Regions from separate parts of the Sus scrofa genome. Here region 1 is linked to region 2. The links are chromatin contacts, called in public HiChIP or PLAC-seq maps. All regions are on one chromosome and are shown on one strand. Each heading gives the region's core, a stretch centred on a gene start, on an enhancer-like site or on the middle of the called end of the contact. The rest is flanking DNA. Distances are from core to core; before and after follow the strand shown. Region 1 holds the start of PES1 (pescadillo ribosomal biogenesis factor 1). Region 2 holds the start of MTFP1 (mitochondrial fission process protein 1).

What was found. HiChIP or PLAC-seq counts read pairs in DNA pulled down with a chosen protein or histone mark.
Region 1: an H3K27ac HiChIP or PLAC-seq map of alveolar macrophages shows a contact between it and region 2. The contact joins the promoter of PES1 here to the promoter of MTFP1 in region 2. A contact is called at or near these places in 1 of 5 promoter capture datasets (liver), 4 of 47 Hi-C or Micro-C datasets (brain, heart right ventricle, liver and 1 more) and 1 of 2 datasets of contacts at active chromatin or transcription factors (alveolar macrophages).

What each region holds. Positions count from the first base shown.
Region 1 is chr14:47,494,295-47,498,061 of Sscrofa11.1, reverse strand. It overlaps PES1 (pescadillo ribosomal biogenesis factor 1), which reads left to right and starts at 2,079. Exons shown (of 16, transcript NM_001244432.1): 1 at 2,079-2,167. The coding sequence starts at 2,144. TCN2 (transcobalamin 2) reads right to left here and starts at 1,817. Exons shown (of 11, transcript NM_001244436.1): 1 at 1,662-1,817.
Region 2 is chr14:47,390,305-47,394,215 of Sscrofa11.1, reverse strand. It overlaps MTFP1 (mitochondrial fission process protein 1), which reads right to left and starts at 1,638. Exons shown (of 5, transcript XM_001929262.7): 1 at 1,374-1,638; 2 at 483-610; 3 at 44-125; 4 at 1-41. The coding sequence starts at 1,440. It also overlaps a transcript of SEC14L2 not described here.

The DNA of each region.
Region 1 (3,767 bases), core at 830-3,329, 100 kb before region 2:
AAGTCCATTTTCCACTACTTAGCAGCTGAGTGACCTTGGGATGAGTCCCTTCCCTTCCCAGAACCTCAGTTTCCTCATCTGTAAAATCTAGTACCTATTTTGAACTCCAGACCCAATGTACAATTTCTTTTCTAGACACCTCCATCTGTGTCTTTCCACTGACCCCCCCTCGAAATCAATGTGAGCAAAACAGGCCCTTCCTGTGTAGACCAGCTACATGATTTGCAAGTGCAGGGTGCCTTGTTAAAATATTGTTAAGAATCAGCGTTGGCTCAAGCACAGGGCCATGGCCACTGCCAGGATCACACACCCATGACAGTGGCCTTGCTCCTGTGTTCCTTTGATTAACGAGCCACTACTGTCCTCTCAGGTCCATCCTTCTCCTCCTACACAGTCACACCCTACATGCTCCCAAATGCCCCAAACTTTTGCCTCTGGCCTGGACAGTCTCTTTCTCCTTTCTCTTTGCCAGCCCCATTCCTTTTGTTCTCAGAGCCTTTCTGAAACACACCTTAGTCTTTTGCTGTGAGAACCACATGACCCTGCTTTTCCTCACACCGCTCTGTCAAGTTCCTTCAAAGTCTTTGCTAGCTCACCTTCCCCTACCCATTTTTCATTATATTTCATTTTTCGTTGTTTGTAGAGGCACTAGGCTTTTTTTCTTTTCTTTTTTTTTTTTTTTTTGGCCACCCTATGGTTTGTGGAGTTCCCGGCCAGGGATCAGTGATCCAAGCTGCAGTTGAGACCTATGCTGCAACTGCAGCGACTCGGAAGCCTCAACCCACCATGACGGGCTGGGGATCAAACCTGCATCCCAGCCTCCCAATGCGCCAGAGGGAACTCTGAATCATTAAGTTTTTATTTTAGCTATCATGGAAAGTACATAATAAAACACACATTTTTCAAAACAAGTATTGGTCAGTGCTTGATATCTGTATTTACCTCTAAAGGGTGAGTTAATGACCATGACTTTAGGTCAGGTCACATTCACAAGGGCCTCAAATTTTAATTTTTTTATTTTTTGCATTTTAGGGCTGTATGTGCTGCATATGGAAGTTCCCCAGCTGGGGAAAGAATCGAGCCACATCTGCCCGCCTACACCACAGCCACAGCAATGCAGGATCCGAGCCGGGTCTGCGACCTACACCACAGCATGACGCAACGCTGGATCCCTGACCCACTGAGCGAGTCCAGGATCGAAACCGCATCCTCATGGATACTACTAGGATTCGTTTCCGCTGCGCCACAATGGGAACTCTTCAAATTTAAAATTTTGAGGCAATCTCCAAATGGAGTTTAGCGGCCTGAAGGAAGAAAACATCTAACTTTGCAAATTTCATCTACTCCCCAGACCACATCACACTCGTGTGAATATTTGTATAAATCTTGTAATTACCCTTTAAAGAACACAATACGGAATTTGTATATACATATTAAAAACTAAAACATGTTAAATGTACATTTAAAATATAGCACCAGTTCCAACTGTGCTTTCGTCATTTTTCAACTCTCTCCTAAGGCTCAGAAAGTTTAAGTGGCCTCTTGGGTCTCTCTACCTCTGAGAGGAAAAAGTTTGCTTTTGCTTTATTTACACCGATAATAGCGAACTAACCAAAGGAAAAACCAATGGCCACAGGAGAAGCGAAAGTCGCTCCACTTACCTCCGAGGTGGCTTCTCAGGCAAGACAAGTTTCGACGCCTACTGTTACTATGACAACGCAATTCTTGCCGCTGCTCCCAGAAGAGAGACTCCCCTATGCATCCCAGAAGGCGCTGCGCTGCCTCTAGGCCTTCCGCCGCCTTCCATCCCAAAATGCAACGGGGCTGAAACGGCAAGCGTTCGTCATCAGGATGACTATAGAAATGCCTGAATATCCGCCTTCAATCAAACATTAAATATGTCTGTATTAGGCAATAAATGGGAAAGATCCAGAAGAGCGGTCTTAGTGATTTTTTTCATGGAGTTTAGTTGTAAATATAAAAGAGAAAAGTCCCTTTTTTCCCTAGACTTGCTCAGGCACTTCCTTGGGCAGCCCTCACAGGCAGGCGGCGTGGAGGGCCTCGGGGCCCTGTACCGCGCACATGCGGGAGGAAGTGGCGCTACCTGTCCGCTCGGCACTGGTAGACCTTTCAGCGTGGAGCCATGGGCGGCCTGGAGAAGAAGAAGGTGATGTGCGAGAAGCAGGGGTGGGGACACAGGGGTGACCCAGGAGGTAGGAGACGGGAGCGATATAGCCCGGGAACTGCGCCTTTCCCCGGCCTTGGCCCCTTGTGGGTGCAGAGGTGGCTGATCAACGCGGTAGAAGACAGCAGCCAGAAAGGGTCCGAGGATGGGCGAGGACAGCATTACTCGTTCGGTGAAATCCGGGAAAGAAGCCTGCAGTAGAGCTGTGAAAGAGAGCTGAGGTTACCAAGTAAAGATGCATCCCAGAGCAGGCCGAACCGGAGGACAACTGTTTACTGAAAAAGTGATGAACATAGCGCAGAGCTCATCACTATGTTGAGTTTATCATTTTAAAAACTTGTTACTCCCTTTTCTGTTGAATCAGGCCTTTTTCTGGACGTTGGGGATGAGGCATAACCAGATGTAGTCCCTACATTTCCCAAGCTCACTTTCTAGTAGGGAAGGTAGCCACTAAAGTAAATAACCAAAGAAAACGGTCACAAACAAGCCTGACAGAGGAAACTAAGTGCCAAGGCCCTTAGGTAGAAAAGGCTTGCCGTGTGTACCGAATGGGAGGGATATCAGGACAGTTGGGGTATAGTAAACCAAGGGAAGAATGGCATCTAATGTAGTTGGGGTTGGACAGAAACCGTGTTATTCACAGTGAAGAGATTGGATTTTATTTGCTGTGCAGTAAGAATCAACTAAAAGGGGAATGACATCGATTTTTCAAAGAATTGTTTTTGTTGCTGTATGGAAAATCACATTGGTGGCATGGAGAGGAGGGGATGAGGATGGGGATGATGTTTCTTCATCTTGAAAGTTTCCAATGCTGATTTGTTTTTAACCCAGCACTCATTATGTGCTAGCCATTGGAACTACAAAAATATGAGGGAGAAAATCTCATCTTGAGAAACAGTTGCAAATATGTAAACAAATCATGGCAGTTTTTAAAGTGGGGATTTCACAACCATTTTGACATTTTGAGCCACATAACTTAGTTGTGTTGTTGTGGGGAGGGTTGTCTAGTGTGTTGTAGGATGTTCAGCAGCATTCCTGACCGTTCATCCACTAGGTGCCAGTAGTACCCAACAACACCAAATACTGAATCCACCCCCAATACACCCAGAGAGTAAAGTCACCCCAGTTAACTTTGAGTATTCTCTTTTTTTTTTTTGTCTTTTTAGGGCCACACCTGTGGCATATGGAGGTTCCCAGGCTAGGGGTCTAATTGGAGCTACAGCTGCCACCTATACCACAGGCATAGCAATGTGGCATCTGAGCTGTGTCTGTGACCTGCACCACAGCTCACAGCAACACTGGATCTGTAACCCACTGAGCAAGGCCAGGGATCGAACTCACAACCTCATGGTTACTAGTTGGATTTGTTAACCACTGAGCTATGATGGGAACTCCTTGAGTGTCCTCTTAATGTTTGAAAGGGTAAGAATGGTGACAGTGTGGCATAGGGTAATGGAAAACAGTTTTAACAAAAGCAACTTCCCTAAAACAGTCTGAAACTCATCTTTGTATTGCCCTGGGACTTGGCATGGGCCTGATCCCCAATAAACAATTGATAACTTTATTAATAATAAAATGCATG
Region 2 (3,911 bases), core at 389-2,888:
AGAGGCAGCACACACACGGTTGATAGTGAAGCCTGGGATGCCACAGAGGCCAGAGCCTGCCACACAAAGGTGTCTACCACGGCCACGGTCACCCTGGTGCTGCGGCCTGCCTCAGGGCTTGGCACCTGGTAGGTACAAGAGACACATAACCCAGCAGAGGCAGAAGCAGGAAACTCTGTAGACAGGAGCATGGGAGGGACCAGGGAGAGGGAAGTGAAGGTGGGTGGGGACAGAGCCGCACTAGTGTTGGGTTCTGGGCTGAAGGTTGACTCATGCACAAACAGGACTTCAGTATAGATCATGTCACCTGCACGGTTGGGGGTGGGGTGCCTATCCTGCAAGCAGGACTGTGGTGTGGAATGCACCAGGCCAGGCTGTGGGGACTCGACTGTGCCACAAGGGACTTAACCATATGCAAGGCTGTAGACTGACCACAAGGGGAGTGGACTGGGGTGGGGGTTGAGGGGCAGGTTAACACTTACATCTCTTGCCTTCTTGCCTTTGTCAATGGCATCAGCCAGCACATAGGAGCTGGACACACCATAGCTCAGCCACACAACAGCTGTTGGCACCAAGGAGCGGAAGGCCTCCCCTACCTCATTGGCATAGCCTGGTGGTGGAGGAATATTTAATTCCTGAGCGGTTGGGTTGTTCCACAAGAGGGCACTAGAGGGAGATGGTTCTTATCTCAGCCTGCTAAGCAGTAGCTGGATGACCTTAGACAAAGTGACTTTACTCCTGTGAGTGTTTCCCCACCTGTAAAATGACACCCATGATGCTCACCTGGACTCTTTCCTTATGGGAGAGCTGAGTACTGTCTCCATTCTCACAGCCTACTTGCCTTAATAGTCTGGGTTCTAGAAGCATGTGAGCTGGCTGGGGGGACAGGCAGTGAGAGAGACTAAAGGCAGCCCCTCTGACGGGGAACTCGCTAAGTGCCAGGCCTTTCTGTACCTTATCTCATTGTACCCTCACAACTACCACCCAATGAGAGAGACCTTGTGCTCATCCCTTTTTGCTGAGGAAGAAACAAGCTTAGTCAGAGCGACTGATCCAAGATGAGAGTTCAAGTGCCCTGACTACAGCCAGTGTCCAGTCATTCCACAGGGGGCAGCCCACTCATCCCCATCCACCTACTTGGGCTGCAGCTTCCACCTGGGAGACAGACCAGCAGAGACCGTGAGGGCCGGGCTGGACAGGCCAAGCTGTGTGATCTTGAGCCAGTCCAGAACCCTCTCTGAGCCCAGTCTCTGCCCCGGCTGAATGAGAACTACAGCCCTCCCACGTTCGCCATGTCCCTGACCGGCGTCTGGGAACCCCTGCTTCCCAGCCACGTGGTGTGGGGGTCGCCGTGCCCCTTGCCCCGTGCTCACCCAAGTACCGCACCCACGTGTCCCGGAAAAGGTCGCGCTCGGCCCCCCGCGGGGGCGGCTCAGACATGACGCTTCCGCCTCGGCTTCCACTAGCGCTCCTGTCTGCGGCTGCGGGACCGGCTTAAGGTCCCAGACTGAAGGACAGGTCGTGCGGTCCCCACCAGCAGGGAGCGTCTGCAAATTCCCTCGCGCACTGGCGCCCCCCTCCCAAGCTTGGGTTTTACAGATTAATTTTCATCACGTTTTCTCTGGGGTTGAACGGTTGCGCGATCCTCTCTCAGCACTGACTGTAGTGTTGGAGCCAAAGAGACGCAGGTTCAAATACCGGATGCTACGCTTCATAGCTGTGTGACCTCGAGCAAGAGTCTGTACTTCTCTGCACGTCACTTTATTTGTTAGATAGGAAACAGGATGGGTTTACTCCTGGGGCAGTTTCGAGGATGAATTACACTCATCATTTATCGAGTTTAGTGCCAGCCAGACTGTTGGCTAAAGACTCCAGATGGCTTACTTCTTTAAACCCTCCCCTCAGCCAGGCATAAACCCCACCCTCCTTTTACAGATGAGGAATAGAGATAGAAATAATTGGTCACTTTCCCGGGTCCTACGACTGCTGAGTAGTGAAGCCGACATTTGATTCCAGGCTGTGAGGCTCTAGTTCCCATGCTCTTAAGGTAAGCTCAGTAAATGAGACTGAGGGAGTGTATGTTGAGAACCCGAGTGAAACTCTGAATCCTTTGGGGTATCAGCAAACAAAGACACAGCTTTTAAAGACAGGCAGTCCTGGGTTCAAATTCCAGTTGTGCCGCCTATTAACTGTCAGCCACGTCTGTAAAAAAATGAGTAGCTAATACATACTGAGCGTACACTAAGCGCTCTGGCTGTAGTTTCCTTGAGTCTTTGCAATAACCCAAAACAGTAAGCACAGGGCTGATGCAGTGTATCCAGGAGGCGCTCATCATCAAATAAATATCCTAGACTCCCTATTGTGGGCCCTGTTTTCAGGCGTCTCTATTTTGGTGGGATCTTATAAGGCAGCCAGTTCATTGGTGATCTGGCAGGAAGCTTGTTTCGGAGCCCAAGCTGATCCCTAGCCCCGGAAATACTGGCAGTGCACGCGCGGAATTGGGAGACGGTCCCTAACACCACGTGACCGTTGCTTCTCAGCCAACCTCCCACTCCGGGCCTGCCGCAAGCGCTGCAAGGACTCGCCAAACCCGCACTTGTTAGCTTGCCCTGAGAAGCCCGAGTGGGGCGGAGCCTCCGCTCTGACGGTAAAGGAAGTCAGGAGTACACTTAGTGCCCTCAGCAAAAATGGCGGAAGATGCGGCCTGGGCCAATCAGGAGGCAAGCTGGCCATCCCGGCGCCGTGAGAAAGCGCTTAAGCAGCGGGCTGTTTTTGCACATGCGCCCCGCTTAGTAGCGGGTAAACGCTGGGCTCCTAAAGTGGAGGTTTGACTGAGGGACCGCGAAGAGCGAGGCGGAGGTCACTGACTGCTACTCCCCGTGCACTGAACATTGCTTTATTCATTGGGTTAATTTTCCTAACAGAGCGTTGTAAACCAAGGTCAGGATGTCCTGAAGAGTCTGACTGGGGCTCCCGCGCGGCCTCGGGCCATCCTGTCAGCGCCAGCCTTGCCCCTTCCTCCTCCATCTGCTTCGCCAGACCTCTCCCCAGGCTGGGCCAGGGTCTGGGTTTCTGAAGGGAGGGAATGCCCACGAGGGCCCAGGCGGGACCGCCTTCTCGGGTTCTGTGCAATCCAAGGCCTGGTGTTCGTTTGCAGAATGTGGGATTGAGTGGAGAGCTGTGATTGCCGCAAGGTCTGTTCCCCCCACCCCCACCCTGTCATTGTGGAAGGAGGAGCTGGGGGCCTGCGAGGCTCTCTGGCTGCCCCCAGCCCCTGGCTCTGCCCGGTGCTGGCCCGGCCTTTGGCCTCGTGCTGGGGCAGCAGCACCTACAGGCACAGGAACCCACTGCACCCACCGCAGGCCTCCCAGAGACGGGACCAGCAAGGCCTTGCTCTGGTCGGACACCCTGGGAGACTCAGAATGGGAAATGCCCTCACTGAGATCTACTGTATTGATCCCACTTGTCGCTTTTGTATGGGTGCTCACAGGAAGAGGTAATTTTAGAGAGGCTGGCAGCACTGAAAACGAGTGGAAGCTTCAGGACCACCTCAGCCTCCCTGGCCCTTCACGGAGCTGGGAATCCGTGGAGGCAACTTCCCTGGGCTTTGTTTGCATTGGAGGACAGTGGCTGGGTACCAAAGCTTATTGTCCCAGGAAGCTCTTGAGTCACTGACAATCATTAGTAATTAAAGATGTATCCAGTGGGACCCAGGGGTTGCTGATTTCCTCAAGGTGAGGGTGAGGCCTGCCTGTCTGTCCCTGAATGGGAAGATCTGTGCTGACTCAGGCCACCTCCTAAAACCTGGGAAAAGCCAAAAGATCCCAGCCTTGGTGATACAAAGTTCAGAAGAGCCTCAGACCCCCAAGATAACACTAGCAACCGGCTACCTTGCTACTCCTCACTATGAT